2 separate regions of the Macaca fascicularis genome follow, and region 2 is linked to region 1. The links are chromatin contacts, called in public Hi-C maps. All regions are on one chromosome and are shown on one strand. Each heading gives the region's core, a stretch centred on a gene start, on an enhancer-like site or on the middle of the called end of the contact. The rest is flanking DNA. Distances are from core to core; before and after follow the strand shown.

Region 1 (7,783 bases), core at 2,195-4,694:
AGGGTATAAGGTGCACATTTACAAAGTTGCAAGTTTACAGTCACTTCCAAATGAAGCTTTGGATCTTCAATTCACTTGAAACTTACTCAACACTCTACATATGACCTCTTGAATTTGTCTTCTACTGTTTTTTTGTTGTTGCTGTTTTGTTTTCCTTTGTGGTGGGGAAGGGAGGACAAGGCCTCACTCTGTCACCCACGCTGCAATGCAGTGGTACAATCATGGCTCATTGCAGCCTGGACCTCCTGGAATCAAGCGATCCATCCTTACACCTCGGCCTCCCATAGCTGGGACTTCTTGTATTTTTTGTAGACACCCGGTTTTCGTCACGTTGTCTAGGCTGGTCTCGAACTCCTGGGCTCAAGGCATCCTCCCGCCTCAGCCTCCCAAAGTGCTGGGATTGCAGGTGTGAGCCACTGCACCCCGCCTTCTACTATTTTTAAACTTGCAATATTTCTTTTTAACGTGTCTTATACCCTCAAGTAAGCTCTTCAAGGGAAATGGCTTTATCATGTGCCTGCCCCCCGTCCCCCATTCCTCACTGTGAAGCTCACAATGCTGTGTTAATCTACTGAATCTTTGACTCTTCCACTCTTTTGGAATGCCCCTGGGATATGCGTTCTGTAAATGGACACTCAACATGTTTATACTGAAAATCTAATGGCTGAGAGCCCAGCCACTGTAAACACATTATTTCTACTTTTGCAGGTCTGCACTCTAATGACAAAAGATTGCTTAAATTTAGAGAAGAAAACGCGTGGATTTCTTCTACAGTGTTACAAGTATTTAAACCAGCAACGGAAAATTCTTGGAATTTTATGCTGCATCACGATGCGCGGCCCTGGGTGATCTAGCCTCCCAGTTCTTCGTGCAAAGCTCAATACCAGCTTTTAACCACCACCATACCACCATACCCAACCTGTACCCCAAGCACTGGCACTTGAAGCCGAGTTGTGGTCGTACATCACACTCCACACTCCCAGGCTGTAAACCAAATGCAAACGCGGGGCTTCTCAGTGGGACAGGCCTACAAGGAGAGGAGAGGTGCCTCGTGAGGAGCAATCCCAGTAAGCAGTCAGAGACCCCTTCCCCAGACTTCCCCTTCCAAGGGCAACCCGAAATAGCAGAAGCGCATTTCTAGTGGGCACAGCCGCATGCCCACGAGACAGGCACATGTTGACCGGGGGAATTCGGTACAAGGAAGCGAGGACACAGAGCACGTAGGGTGCTGAGGGTCCCTCTCGCGGCCAAAATATGTGTGCCAGTGAGTGTGTGCGCGTGTGAGATCTGCTCCAGAAACCGTGGCCGCGGACTGGCGCGGCCTCCTGGGCGAAGCACAAGCAGGAGGCTTTGTTCCCTGAATGTGAATGCGAGAGCCGAGCTGGGCGCAAAGACGGCGGCGTTCCGCGGCGGCAAACCGTCGTCTCCGCCGCGGCTCGGGCAGCGCGCGAAACTCTCAGATTCCCCGGCCCGGGCCGCCGGCTACGCCAGCGGCGCGCAGCGAGGACAGCCTGGCTGTCTCGCGAGCAGCGCCCGGAGAGGCCGCGCCGCGGGCCCCGCCGCGTCCCCCAGCCAGCGCGGGCGGCCCCACGCGCCCGCCACTCGGCAGCGCAGCCAGCGCCACATTCCATTTAAAAATAACACCCACGTGCGCTGGTAAACAAGCGCGCGCGGCTACCGAGGCCGCGCGCTCGGGCCCAGCGTGTGCAGCGCGCGCGCCCGCCCTCCTCCCGCACGTGTCGGCCGGCGCCGCTCAGTCCCCGCCCCCTCGGCTGGTCGCGTCCCGCCCACGAGCCCCCAGCCCAGCCGCTCCAGGCCCTAGTGCCCCCTACCCCGCCAGGCGCACCCAGTCGAGTGCGCTGCAACTTTCCGCCCCCGACGCCTCCTTGTCGCCGGCGGCCGCAGGGTCCCAGGTCGGCTCCCTTCCTCCCGTCCGCTGTCTTCTCGCGTCCCCCCTTGAGCCCTCCCACCGCCAGCGGGCGAAGGATTGGTTTCTAGTGCGCCCTCTCCCTTTTTCCCTCTCCTCTCTCTCCTTCCTTAGAATTTTACTCGATTGTTTATTATTTGCTGGGGGGCGGGGGCGGGGGGCGGAGAGGGGCGTCTGGGGCCTGGAGACTGGTAGCCGCGGCCAGTAAGCACGCGGCGTGCCTTGACGAGTAAGCCGCGCAGCGAATGGCGACGCGGCGGAGAGCTCCGGGGTCACGCGCGTGTGGAGACGATGACATCATCTGTTTGTACGCGTCGAACTAGCTTGGTGCAGGGGCGGGGCCGCGCGTCACTTGAGTGACGGGCGCTGCGCAAAGCCCGGAGCCCGGAGGCGGCGGGGCGGGCTGGCTCCTGTGTACGCTGGGCTAGACCTTTTTGTGTATGGGGTCGTTGAGGAGCCCGCTTCTAGACTCTGAGCTATCTCTGGTGACTTACAAGGATTTTTTAAAAAAAGATATTTATGAACTAGTGTCTAGACTTTTGGTGTGCATGTCGCGTGTAGTGCATTCGTAGAGTACAAATAAACATTTGGGGCACGGATCGTAGAAAAAGGACTTGTGCAGATGTTTTTTGTTTAACCTAAAGGATACGTATTTTTTTAAAAGTCAAAAATGCACACGTAGCGGTTTTGTCGTCATTTACAAATTAGATTAAAATTATTTCCCCTTCTCAATTGTTCGGAATCTGCTCTTGAATGTAGGACAGGGGTAAATTTGCATTTCTTCGGAGTTAGTTACACCTCTCCCCCGTTTGCCATGAAACACATGAAAAGTGAAACACGACTGTGGTCCACCGTCCGAGGCGAGAGATTCAGTGCAAACCTTTTGGTGCCTGATCGAATCTGTGAGCATCAGCTTATCGAAGTTGTGCAGGCGCCAACATCTTCGCCGTTCAGTATTTCCACGCCGCGGTAAACCTTGCCATCCACGCCCAGCATCTCACCTCGGGTGTTACCTAGTGTCGGGTTCTAACAGGGAACCGGACACCGGGGCTGGCCCAGAGCCCGGCGGGCGGACGCGCAGGTCGGGGACCCTGGTACCAGGCGCCCTGCCCGGAGTCGGAGAGGCCACGCCGCTGCGCTCCTTGGAGCGTCGGAGGCTGTCGCTCCTGCAGCTCCCGCTTCTCTTTCCTCTCCCTCCTCTCCCGGGCCAACGCCGCGCTTTGTTGTCGTTGGGGCTCTCGGGAGGGAGGAGGAGCCCAGCGGGGACAGCAGCGGGAGCCCGCCGAATCCCGGCTCACGGCGCGCTCCCGGACACCCACGCCCGCAGCCCCGCGGAGCTGGCCCGCGCAGGCGCGCGCGAGCTCACACACGCGCACTCACACACACACGCCCGCCGCGCGCCCAGCCCGCCGCCCAGCCCTCCCCCTGGGCGGGGACCCGCCCGCCCGCCCGCCGTCAGCTTAGGTTGAGGCGCCCTGCGTGTGTCTATAACTTTGTGCTGCTGCTGCGGCCGCCCTGCTCGTGGAAGGGAGGAGGAGGAATGTGGAAGGCGGCGGCGCGCGAGCTGACAGGCGGTTCCTCGGGCGGGCTGCGGCGACGGCCCGAGCGCTCCTCCTTCGCCGAGGTTGCGCGCCCCCTCCTCGCCGTGCCCCAGGCCCGCGCGGGATCGTGCGTCGTCCCGCCGCGTCCCTGAAGGGAAGGAAGCGAGGTAGGCGCCGGAGCCGTGCAGCGGGCGGCCGCCTTCCCGGTGACTCCGGATCTGCTTCCGAGCTGGGCCGGGCGCTTCCCTTTCCCCTCCCCGAGCCGCGGTGTGCGCGCCCCCCTTCTCGCCCGCTAGTGTTTTTAAAGGACTCAAGGGAAGGGGGAAACTGTCAAGATGGCAGCAGCGGGAGCAAGGAGGTGATGAACATGCTGGTCCGGGTTTTCTAGCAGCCCGGGAGACTTGGCGCTTCCCGACCTGTTGGAAGATTTATGTTCCGACTCGCTCCCTCCCCCGGATCCCGACTGGGAAGGGGGCGGAGGGGACGACGTCCGCGAGAATGCAAACCACACAAAATCCCGAAGTGGCCGTCCCTGCCGGGCTCGACCCTCTGCGAACGCCCGCCGGGCTGCTCCTTCCCCTTCTTTCCGTGTTTCCTTTATTTTTTGGAAGTGACAAGGGCCCATCTGCGCCCAGACCCCCGTTCGCCCTCCGGCCCGCGGACGAAGAGAGGAGAGGGAGCTGCCCGCGCAGTCCCCGGGCTCGGGCCATTCGACCGGGTTAGGGGTGACGGGGGGTCGCGGAGGCAGCTGGGCCGGGAAAGGGGAGAAGAGCCGAAGACAGCACAGACTTGAGCGGCGGCGCCGCGGAAGGCACTAGAGCGGGCCCGAGCGAAACATAAACAAACGCACGCACGCCCGAGCTCGGGCTCTGACCGCCGCTCGGCTGCGCCAGCTCCGGCCGCTGCCCGCTTTAAAGGCGCGGCCGCCCCTCCCCCGGGCGCCCCTCCCCCTTCTCCCCGCCCCGCCGCCTAGCCCGGGAGGGACCTGCGGCGGGCCGCGGGGGGAGGGGGCTGCCCCGCGCGAGGCCGTCGATTCGCTCGCGGCTCCCCCGCGGCCTGGCCAGGGGGCGGTGTCTGCTGCGCCAGGTTCGCTGGCCGCACGTCTCCAGGTCCGCCTGTTCCTGGGAGGCGGGCGCGGCAAGGCTGGGAGGTAGTGGCGGCGGGCGAGGACTCGCCGAGGACTGCGCTCCGGCCCGGGATAACCAACTCTCCTTCTCTCTCCTCTGGTGCTTCCCCAGGCGGCGGCGGCGGCGGCGCCCGGGAGCCGGAGCCTTCGCGGCGCCCACGTCCCTCCCCCGCCGCACCCCGCCCCGGCGCGAGAGGAGAGCGCGAGAGCCCCAGCCGCGGGCGGGCGGCGAAGATGGCAGAGGCACCGGCCTCCCCGGCCCCGCTCTCTCCGCTGGAAGTGGAGCTGGACCCGGAGTTCGAGCCCCAGAGCCGTCCGCGCTCCTGTACGTGGCCCCTGCAAAGGCCGGAGCTCCAAGCGAGCCCTGCTAAGCCCTCGGGGGAGACGGCCGCCGACTCCATGATCCCCGAGGAGGAGGACGATGAAGACGACGAGGACGGCGGGGGACGGGCCGGCTCGGCCATGGCGATCGGCGGCGGCGGGAGCGGCACGCTGGGCTCCGGGCTGCTCCTTGAGGACTCGGCCCGGGTGCTGGCACCCGGAGGGCAAGACCCCGGGTCTGGGCCAGCCACCGCGGCGGGCGCTCTGAGCGGGGGTACACAGGCGCTGCTGCAGCCTCAGCAGCCGCTGCCACCGCCGCAGCCGGGGGCGGCTGGGGGCTCCGGGCAGCCGAGGAAATGCTCGTCGCGGCGGAACGCCTGGGGAAACCTGTCCTACGCGGACCTGATCACCCGCGCCATCGAAAGCTCCCCGGACAAACGGCTCACTCTGTCCCAGATCTACGAGTGGATGGTGCGTTGCGTGCCCTACTTCAAGGATAAGGGCGACAGCAACAGCTCTGCCGGCTGGAAGGTGCGTACCCACCCCGGGCTGGCGGCAGGACCCGCCGGGCCTCCTGCGCAGCGCGAGACGCGCCCTCGGATTCGTCGGAGCGCGCCTGCGGGCTCCAGGGCAAGGGGTTGGCAGGGGGAGCCTTCACTGTGAGGCTTTGGGTGTTCTCTTTGACTCCTGTAGTAGGGGCACCTGGGGACGGCCCGGAGGGGGGAAGGAGGCTCCCAGAGGCCTAGGGCATGGCCAGGTGAGGAGAGGGGGCAGGGGACGCCGGCGAGGGAAGGGCGAACGGACAGGAGTACATTTGCTGGATTCTCAGGACAGCGCCGAGAAGGTAGGTCTGCAGCCAACTTTGGAGTAGAGTTTACCGTAGTGGGGGTCTGATGCGGGCGCTGTAGGTGGAGTGAGAGGTGTGTGTGGGGGGGTGTTTGGGACGCAGTGTCCAGAGGAGGGGTTGGATGTGTGGTTTCCAGTCTGTCGCAGGAGCATGTTGTGTCGTCACTAGCTGAATGAGAACCTTCGGGTCCAAGTTTCAGCTTGTGGGTGTTAACTCCTACAGGCACATCGATCCCATTAGAAAAAGTAGTGGTTGCAAACCTCTTCCTGGACGGCTTCCTTTCCTTGCCTGTATTGATACCTTTCCTTCTCAGAGATGTCGCTCCAGTAAATCTGCTTCTTACTAGCTGCTTCTGAAATGTTCTGGGGCCTCGAACCGGCCGATCTGGCCACCTCAATCCAGACTGGCTGCACCATCTGCTCCCGCCGAGGCCTGGACTCTGGCACCGTTTGAGGGAAGGGCTCTGGTGTGGGGACCTGCGCTTCATTCACTCTGGCGATTGGGAGGAGGTTTGGGGGCTTGGCCGGGCCGTAATGGCTTCTACCTGTAAATGAACCCGAAGAGAGACTCTCTACCGTTCCTTATCATCCTCTTGGGGCACGGGACACGTGGTAGGGAGAGAGATGTGGAAAGGCCTATGATGTAATGACTTCCTGCTGTTGGGTATCCAAAGAGATTAACTCCTCTGCCCCTGTTGGGCTGCTGATATCCAGTTGCTTTGCTCTTCCTAGGCACCTCCCTGGCCCCTTTCCCCAAGACAGTAATGTGTCAGTACCAGGCCAAAGAGTCCTGTGCAATTGGAGATACACATCTCTTATCAGCTGCTCCTATTTGCAATTTAGCTTAGATTTTTTTTTTTTTTTTTAATGTGAAAGTAGTTGCTTCCTCATTCCCTTTCTTCTTGTTTTCCTGGGTTTCAGGAGATACAAAAATAAGAACAGTTTAATCTTAGTGGAGAATTCAATGGAAGCACTGGAGACGAGCCTGTATATGAAAAAGCTAAAGAACCTAATGTAGAGAATGTTTTATTTTGCCTCTAGAAAACTCGTCCAAAGTTAAATACGGCTTGTATCAGAGAGGCTTTGTATTAGATACTTCAAAAGTAAAACACATGTGCTTTGATATTAATCCACAAATCTGTCTCATTTCTTTTAACAAATGCTAACATTATGAGTCTTATATTTGGTCTAATTTAATTGCTTTATAAAAGAATGCCAGTTGTATGATATGAGAGTTCTTTACAGAAAGGATGAAAGACAATTCCATTTGAAAAGAGCACTAGTGTGACATCTTTTAAAACTGGGTTTCCAAGTGGATAGGAATGGTTAATCTCACTGTATAGTATCAGGAAGGGGTTAGCAGACAGGATCTGAGAACATGGATTTGGGGGTTCGAAATACTTTTCAGATTTCTCTCACTTGAAATTTAGTCTTGCATGTTTGAATTTGGTGAGGAGAATATGTTAGTGAAAAGTTAGTTAACTTTTAACTTAGTTAAAAAGTTAATGTAGGAAGAGGTTTTCACCTTTCCTGTGATTTTTAAGGTTACAAAAATTTAATTTCATAAATAATATTTCTTGTTATTGTGTTTATAGTTAAAGATAATAAGTTTAATGAATTTTATTTTGGGGGGGAAGATTTACATGAGAAAATGGTATTACCAAAAGTAGGCATGAATTGAGATTGGGCTAGTTACATTTTCATACAGTTTGTAGGACTTGCAATACAGATTTTGGGCCTAGTCATAAACTTTATGATTTTATGTCATAACCATTTTTTTGCCTCATGGTTTCTTTTACCCTTCTCTGCTGTCTCATTTTTCTTCAACTAAAATCTTAAAAATACTGTAAATTGAAATTTTCAAGGCTTAATATGCTTAATACAGGGCACACATTTTATGATTCTTTTTACCTTAAAATTTTTTACCAATACATTTCTGAGTGTCACATGGCAACTAATCCTTGACGGCTAAAGGGATATAATTTTGTTAGAGTTTTTATAAGATCTTCAAAAGATGCAGCC
Region 2 (7,783 bases), core at 3,878-6,377, 230 kb after region 1:
AGGCTGAGGCAGGAGAATCTCTTGAACCCGGGAGGGGGAGGTTGCAGTGAGCCAAGATCGCACCACTACGCTCCTGACTGGGCGACAGAGTGAGACCCTGTCTCAAAATAATAATAGTTTCTATAGATAAGTAGGTCTAAATTGAAAGTCAAGGAATAAATCCAAAAGCATATAGAGATATAGAACCTGAGAAAGATGATTTTCAAATTATTGGTGAAAAAGATAAATTATCAATTATTTCATAAGTGACAGCCATCTGGAAAAAGTAGAGTATGATCTCATATTAATTATATAAAATCACATAACTGCTATAACAAACCCCAGGTTCTCAATGGTTTCACATAATTGAAGTTCTTCCTTATGTATGTCATGTACAGTTGGCTGTTACCAGGTTGTATAGTCTCTCTTCCGGTCATTCAGGGAGCCAAGCTCTATTCATCTGGACACTCTCTAGAGCTGTGCTGTCCATTGTGTTGGTTACTAGCCCCAGTCCAAAGTGAGATGTGCTGTGAGTATAAAATACACATCAGATTTTGAAGATATAGTATGAGGAAAAGAATGTAAAATATCTCATTGATACATTTTACACTGATTACTTGTTGAAGTGGTAATATTTTTGATATATTGGGCTTAATAAAATATATTTTGACAATTCCACTTTTTTCTTTTTTTTTTTTTTGAGATGGAGTCTCACTCTCCATCTTCAAGTCTTCACCTCCATGGTGAAGATTTGAAATACCTAAATGTTGACAAACCTAAATGTTTGTCAATGTGGAAACAGTTAAATGCAATGGAATACTGTGGAGCCATATAAAGAATGGGGCCTAATATATATGTATGGTATGTATGGTCATGACTAGTATTCCATACTCTAGTCACAAAAGCAATGTAAAATAGTGGATAGTGTGGAAGGGTAGACAGAGATTGACTTCTGAGAGAGGAAGGAGAATATTTAGAAGGTAATTAGGGGCCAGAGGAAAGAGATGAGAGAGCAACTTTCCAGCCAGGGATGGTGGCTCCCACGTGTAATCCCAGTACTTTGGGAGGCCATGGCGAGCAGATCACCTGAGGTTAGGAGTTCGAGACCAGCCTGGCCAACACGGTGAGACCCTGTCTCTAATAAAAGTACAAAAATTAGCTGGCCATGGTGGCACATGCCTGTAGTCCAAGTTACTTGGGGGGCTGAGGCAGAAGAATCACTTGAACCCAGAAGGTGGAGGTTGCAGTGAGCCAAGATCGCGCCACTGCAATCCAGACTGAGCAACAGAACGAGACTCTGTCTCAAAAAAAAAAAAAAAAGCAACTTTCCTTTTATAATATATCCACTTCAAAAACTTTTTGCTGTTCAAATTTCCTACAATGTGCATGTATTGGCCATTTTTAAAAGTAGATAATATATATTTAAATTTTGGAAGCAATGTTCTTCTTTGTGTTATTTGTGTCCTCTGAGATGCAAGTAATTTATTGGGGAACGCACCTGTAATGGAAAATGATGATGGAGCCAGAGGCGATGGGGAGAACACACAGAGTGTAATGAAGGTCTGACCCTGGAGAAGACAGGAGAGAGGGAAGGAAATTTTGACAAGGTCAATGAACGTCCTTGAGCCAAAACTGCCCATCAGAAGAAGTCCCATCTCTCCCAGGAGAAGGCGTGCCTTCCTATTCCTGCTACACTGAGAGGTGGACTGGGGGCAGCCCCTGGGAAGCTCAGCCTCAGATGTGTTGATAGATTCAGAGCACAGCAGCTGGGGCCCTTGATCAGTGGCACTCCCTGCCGCAGATCTCATGGCTGTAGCCCCTCCAAAATCTGTGCTGATCACCTCTTTACTGAAGTTTGCAAATATTGCTCTTATGACTTCCTTGATTTTATAGTTACAGTGACTTGGATTCTTCTGATTCTAGGAAGTAACTTTTTTCTTTAATCATGTATTCATCCATTCGTTTAACCAGTCTTTATTAAATACTTACCACACACTATGTACTGAGCTAAGTGCTGGGGACACAAAAGTGAGCAAAACAGACCTGGGTCCCAGATTCATGGACTTGAGGATCTGCTGAGCAGGCAGAAATGAATCAAACAACCAGCCATATAACTTCCCACTCTAATGAATACGGCAGAGAAAAAGTGTAGAAAGTCATGATGCATCTGACACCAGTCTGGGAGTTTGGGGAAGGCTCCACAAAAGACATGAAATATTAGAAATAAATGCTCATTGAGAAAACAGTGTACAGAAGAGTGTAAAGTACAAAACTAGGCTAGGTGGTGGCTCATGCCTGTAATCCCAGCACTTTGGGCAGCTGAGGCAGGAGGATTGCTTGAGCTCAGGAGTTCAAGACCAGCCTGGACAACATAACAACATCCTGTTTCCACAAAAAAATTTAAAAAATGAGCCAGGTGTGGTGGCACGTGCCTCCCATAGTCCCAGCTACTCAGGAGGCTTTGGTGGGAGGATCTCTTGAGCCAGAAGGTCAAGGGTGCAGTGAGCTGAGATTTGAGCCAGAAGGTCAAGGGTGCAGTGAGCTGAGATTGCACCACAGCACTCCAGCCAGGGGGACAGAGCAAGACCATGTATCAAAAAAATTTTAAAAAAGAACAAAACTAAAATCACTCATAATTCTAGAACCAGAAATAACCTCACCTAGCAGCTTTCTTTGTCTTTTACAAAAAAATGCAGTTGTCTAACACAGTACTGTTCAATAGAACAGAATGTGAGCCACATATGTAATTAAAAATTTTTAAGACTCTTGAGACATTTTATAAAACTTTTGGAGAAATACTGTTCTCATTTGCATTGCTGGCAGTCCTCAGAGTTCATGTCTCACTGTGACTCTGGCAGTGGTGACCAATGTAATTTCCTCTAAATTTGTTAATTCGATTTGTCAAATTTGGCATTTCCTTATTTTCACAAACAATTCTGAAGTCTTTGCATTCTAGAGAGGCTGAACATTCTTTGTCCCTCTGCTCATTAGCTAATTCATTTCTAGTTTTACATTACTAATTTTCTTCTCTTAGAAGCGAATGAATGGTGCCTCTTACATTGAATGGAGTCAGATGAGGCCTGATACTTGTATTTATTTTCATATGCTAACATGGTTTGATTTCAAATCTCACCAACAAAGGTTCAGCTTTGCCGACTGGAAGACGCAGTGCTGAGTATTAGGGGAAATGTACTGAAAGCTGGAGGGTGCTCACAGGAAACATATGAGTCCTGGAGGAAAACGGCAGGTTGGGCACAGCAGCCGAACCATGAGGCTGTGCACACTCGGATGCCATGGGACATCTGGGTGCCCACGAGAGCAAGAGTGGGGCTGGGTAGTCGACTCTGGAGGGATCAGGTTCGTGGAAGCAGTGAGATTTGAAACAGACCTGGGGGAGAAGATCTCCAAGAGCAGGGTGGGGTGAGAGGAGCTGAGGGCTGGGCTGGAACAGTGAGTGTCTAACAGCAGGTGTGGAAGACAAAGCAGGAAGGTTTGCTGGGCCCCTGTTCCAGCAAAGTTTAAACACCCCCCTGAGGCTTTATTTTATAGATTTTGAGAACCTGGCAGGCGTAGTGCTCATGCCTCTAATCCCAGCACTTTGGGAGGCTGAGGTGGGTAGGTCACTTGAGGTCAGGAGTTCGAGACCAGCCTGACCAACATGGTAAAACCCTGTCTCTACTAAAAATGCAAAATTAGCTGGGCTTGGTGGTGCACACCTCTAATCCCAGCAACTTGGGAGGCTGAAGCTAATTTTGCATTTTTAAGTAGAGACAGGGTTTTACCATGTTGGCCAGGCTGGTCTCGAACTCCTGACCTCAAGTGACTTACCCACCTCAGCCTAAATCCCCACCTACCCTGGGGGGAACATCAACTTGGCCTTCTTTAGAGCAGGCTGACCAATGGCTACCTCCATTCAGAAATGCTTGCTGTAACTCAGGACATCCTGTGTTGGCTTTGTCCCAAAGCCCAGGTGAAAATCTCCAAGCCCTCTGCCAATCTTAGGAAGGAAGAGGGACCAAGCATCGAATGAGGTCTCTGATCTGGGGAGGAGAAGCACCTTGAGGCAGGGAAAGCCTCCTTCCAGCACAGACAAGGCAGCCCTTTCTTTAGGGGGGTGTCCTTTTCAGAACCAGGTGCTGCTAAGATTTAAAAAGTATTCTGTTTGCTGATTCAACTGAAATCCACAAAATCTGCCCCCAGTGCTGGGTTCAACCTCTTTTTGCCAAGGCGGTTTTTACAAATGCTGATGAATCACTCCTTGTGGCTTCCTAGGCAAGCACATTCCTCCAGCATTTTGACACCTGCTAGTGATTTAAAGTCCGTTTGGTGCCATAAACAGTGGGGGCCGGCCCAAAGTGTTGACTGATTAGAAACCCATTGGGCAGGCTCGCCCAAAAGGGCCTGGGACTGGATTAGCGCTCCACCTGCCTTCCCTCCTTGGGTGAGGAGGTGTGGGGTGGAAGGAAGGTGAGAAGGTGGTGCCCCTTTTCTGGATCTCTTGATTTCCCCTTGACTCTCCATCTAGTATTGTCTGCATACACACACACTCGCACACACACACGCGCACACTCATACACGCATGCACACTCGTCTCTGCCTATGGCCGTTTGATATCTTGTTGAATAGGCTCTGTGAGGGGCTGGAGGAAGGGCACATGTTGGAGATAATGCCTACTTTTACTTCACTCGCAAAGATTCATCCCAAATTCTGTGGGGGTGTGTTGGCAGGGAGGGGAGGCAAGACTAAACAGAGGGGATAAAAACTTGCATCAGCATGATTGCTTTTAAAAAATATGACAACTTGTGAAAGCTTTATTTTCTGTTTATAGCGAAAGGCATTTCTTCTTGCCATTTACAGAGCAATTCTGCAAGAGAGCTTCAGCAAAATTCCAAAACAATCGCATTGAGAGTCGGCACAACCCAGGTCTCCCGACTTGGGTTCCAAGCGAAGTTTCTTTTGTCGTTTGCTCGCCTCCAGGGATGCAGTCTCTACACTCTCTGTGGGACGGAGGGGGAACTTCAGTGGAGGGAACATTAAATATTAGGAAACCCGAAGAAAAAGCAAAAGCAACTGCTGTCTCAGGCTGCCCTTCCGAGGTTCGTAGTCCGGGAACGATGAAGGGAGACTGCCACCTATGGGCCAGGTTCCAGGGACGCCCGCACGTGGGGTTCTGTGGGACAGACGCAGTCTTAAGGTAGAAGGGAAGGCGTCTTCGTGGGACGGTGAGTCATCGCACACTCTGCTTGCAGGCAGAAGCACTCTTAACTCATTCAGGACAGATGAGATGAGCATTTTCCCAATTTAAAGGGCACACTTTTTTTTTTTTTTTTTTAAACAGGAGTGTGATCTTGTTAGCCAAATTCTATAATGCAAACAAAATAATGGAACTGACGCCCCAGGACCCACCATCAAAAATAAACAGATGTTCAGTTCACATTGTTTGGCTGCTAGGTTCCACAGTGGGATCCACTCCGGCACTACACCTGAAGTTGTATGGCTGCTTAATAAAAAGAACCAGCATAATGAATCAGAAACAAACATCCTCATGCCATGCCGTCCCAGTAGAAAAGCAACAGGATAAATAACAATTAGGCAACTATCAAACCCATTCCAGCAGATGCCTGTGAGTGGGACCACGGGAAATGAAAGTGGAATCAGGCACAAAGGGGAATATAAAAGGAAGCACAGTTGTAAAACTAGAGAGGGACCTCACACGCAGTCATGGTAATGGGATAGGAACTGAAGAGTATAATTCAATCAGCTCTGCTCCCAACGTGAAAAAGAAAAGTCATATGCTCTGAGCTTGGCGAGTGGGAGACGGCTATTGTGTTATAATGGTTCCAATGGTATCATACAGTTGTCCTTTGATATTTGAGATCTATGTGTTCATGAATAGCATATCCTATTATTCCCATTGTCTTTCATTATAAAATCATATCTGCCACAGAATACCTATACAATACTGGATTTAGAGTAACCAAGCAGTCCCGACTCCTATTGCAGAGAAGGGAGTGGTGTAGGTATTTGTGTGTGCATTTTTTTGTCTGAGTTTGTGCATATGTGTGTTTGTACATGTGCATGTATATGAAAGCATGTGTGTGTATATGTGTGTTTAAACACGGAGCTCAGGAAGGATTATGGTTCTGTCACTCCAAACCAAAGGAGATTTAAAGACCCTTTGCCCAGCATTGTAGCACCTAGAGAAAAGCTAACCCTGTCCAGGGAGGCAGCTCCCCTGAACAGGCACATGTACTGAATAGGCACAGGTCCAGACCCATCAGAAAGGTAGAGTGGGGCTGTAGAGTCTTCAACAGAAATCAGCAGGTAAAATTTGGGATGCTAGAACAGTACTGTACTTTCAGCAACTGGCAAAGGAAACACAGGAAAGAATCCAACAGAAGCAGGATGGGGATTTTCTGGGCAAACTTGTAGGCTGGGTGAGGAAGAATAACCCAGTGTTGTATTGTGCGAATAATCCACATTTTGTTTGCCCATTTTGCTCCTGAAGGACCTGTAGGAGACAGGAGCTAGGCCAGAACTGTTCTCTTAGCCCCACTGACTGAGGGTTAGTAGCATCAGTTCCTAAGTGAAGAAGAACTGGTACCAGAACCCATCAAATAACCTTTAGGGTTCTTTGTACATAAAAACATAAATAGTGCCAAATTCTCGTTAGTAGCTCAGTTGCTCTTTTAAAAAACACTCTTTTTCTCTTTTGTGAAGTGTAAGTTCAAGGGTCTTTCTAGATGTTGTAACATTCAGACACTTGGCTTAGGAGGCCTCTCTCTCCCCTCTTCATAGATCTGAGCAATAACCAGGAAGATGTGGGTATCTTTAACATATTAGTAAATTATATATACTATCATTTCATACACTTTACATTTTATGTAAATTATATTGTATAAATATTTATGTTGCATCTTTCTAGTTTATCATTACACGTTTTAGATGTATCCACGTAGGTGATAAGGATCTAGTTCACTCATTTTAATGGCTGTGCAGCATTGCATTGCATGAATAATCCACATTTGATTTGCCCATTTTGCTCCTGAAGGTCAGGTAGCTTGTTTCCACTTTTAAGCTATTACCCAGAGTGCTGAAAGAATGTGCTTTTGTTCATATCTCCTTGGACCCATGTGTCTCTTGGGAACTTCTAGACATATAGTGGCAGAATTTTTGGTCATAGGTTATGCATTAACTTTACTGGGTGTTGCCAAATCACTCTCTACACTGGGTCTGTCATCTTACACACCCACAAGCAGTGAAGGTAAGTATCCATTTCTCCATTCTCATCAACTCTTTGTATTGTCAGAGATTTTTCAAGAAATTCCCAGTCTAATAGGCATGAAATAGTATCTATTTGTTTTAATTTGCATCTCCTTGACTACTAATAAAGGCGAGCACATTTTCATGCATCTATAGACCATGAAATGGCCTCTTTTGCCAGTTGCTTATTGACATCCTTAAGCTTTTTTGATGTTCGGTTGCTTCTCTTTTTCTTGCTTATTTGTAGGAACTAGCTATATATTTTGGATAGTAATCCTTGGTTGGAAATGTGGGATGTAACTATTTTCTCCAAGTCTGTGTTTGTCTTCTTGCTTTGCTATTAGTGCCATTTGTTGTTAAGAAGTTTTAAAACAATTATATACTTCAACTTCTCACTTCTCCATGATAATTTTTTGCTTTGTATTGTTTAAGAAACCCTGTCCTCCTTGGATATCATAGAAATATTTTCCTATAGTTCTGTCTAAATGTTTACTTCTTTTCCTTAACACATCTGAAATTTATTGTTGTTCACGCAGTGAGG

Evidence for each region. A called contact is a pair of places that touch in the nucleus more often than the background predicts.
Region 2: a Hi-C map of liver shows a contact between it and region 1, with 3 times the contacts expected there. The contact joins the enhancer-like site here to the promoter of FOXO3 in region 1. A contact is called at or near these places in 2 of 2 Hi-C or Micro-C datasets (liver and skeletal muscle).

Annotation. Positions count from the first base shown.
Region 1 is chr4:12,647,662-12,655,444 of T2T-MFA8v1.1, forward strand. FOXO3 (forkhead box O3) reads left to right here and starts at 3,445. Exons shown (of 4, transcript XM_045391691.3): 1 at 3,445-3,635; 2 at 4,707-5,446. The coding sequence starts at 4,829.
Region 2 is chr4:12,872,789-12,880,571 of T2T-MFA8v1.1, forward strand. The region is part of intron 1 of LOC135970300 (a long non-coding RNA gene); the gene reads left to right. LOC123573063 (a long non-coding RNA gene) reads right to left here. Exons shown (of 3, transcript XR_010585995.2): 2 at 1,478-1,547; 3 at 371-506. Among named protein-coding and RNA genes, the nearest start is that of ARMC2, 72 kb to the right of the region's middle. Within about 2 kb of position 5,128, at least 1 of the 6 cell types and tissues checked has an H3K27ac peak or open chromatin away from gene starts, as enhancers often do. A contact at or near this core is called in liver, where this site is marked.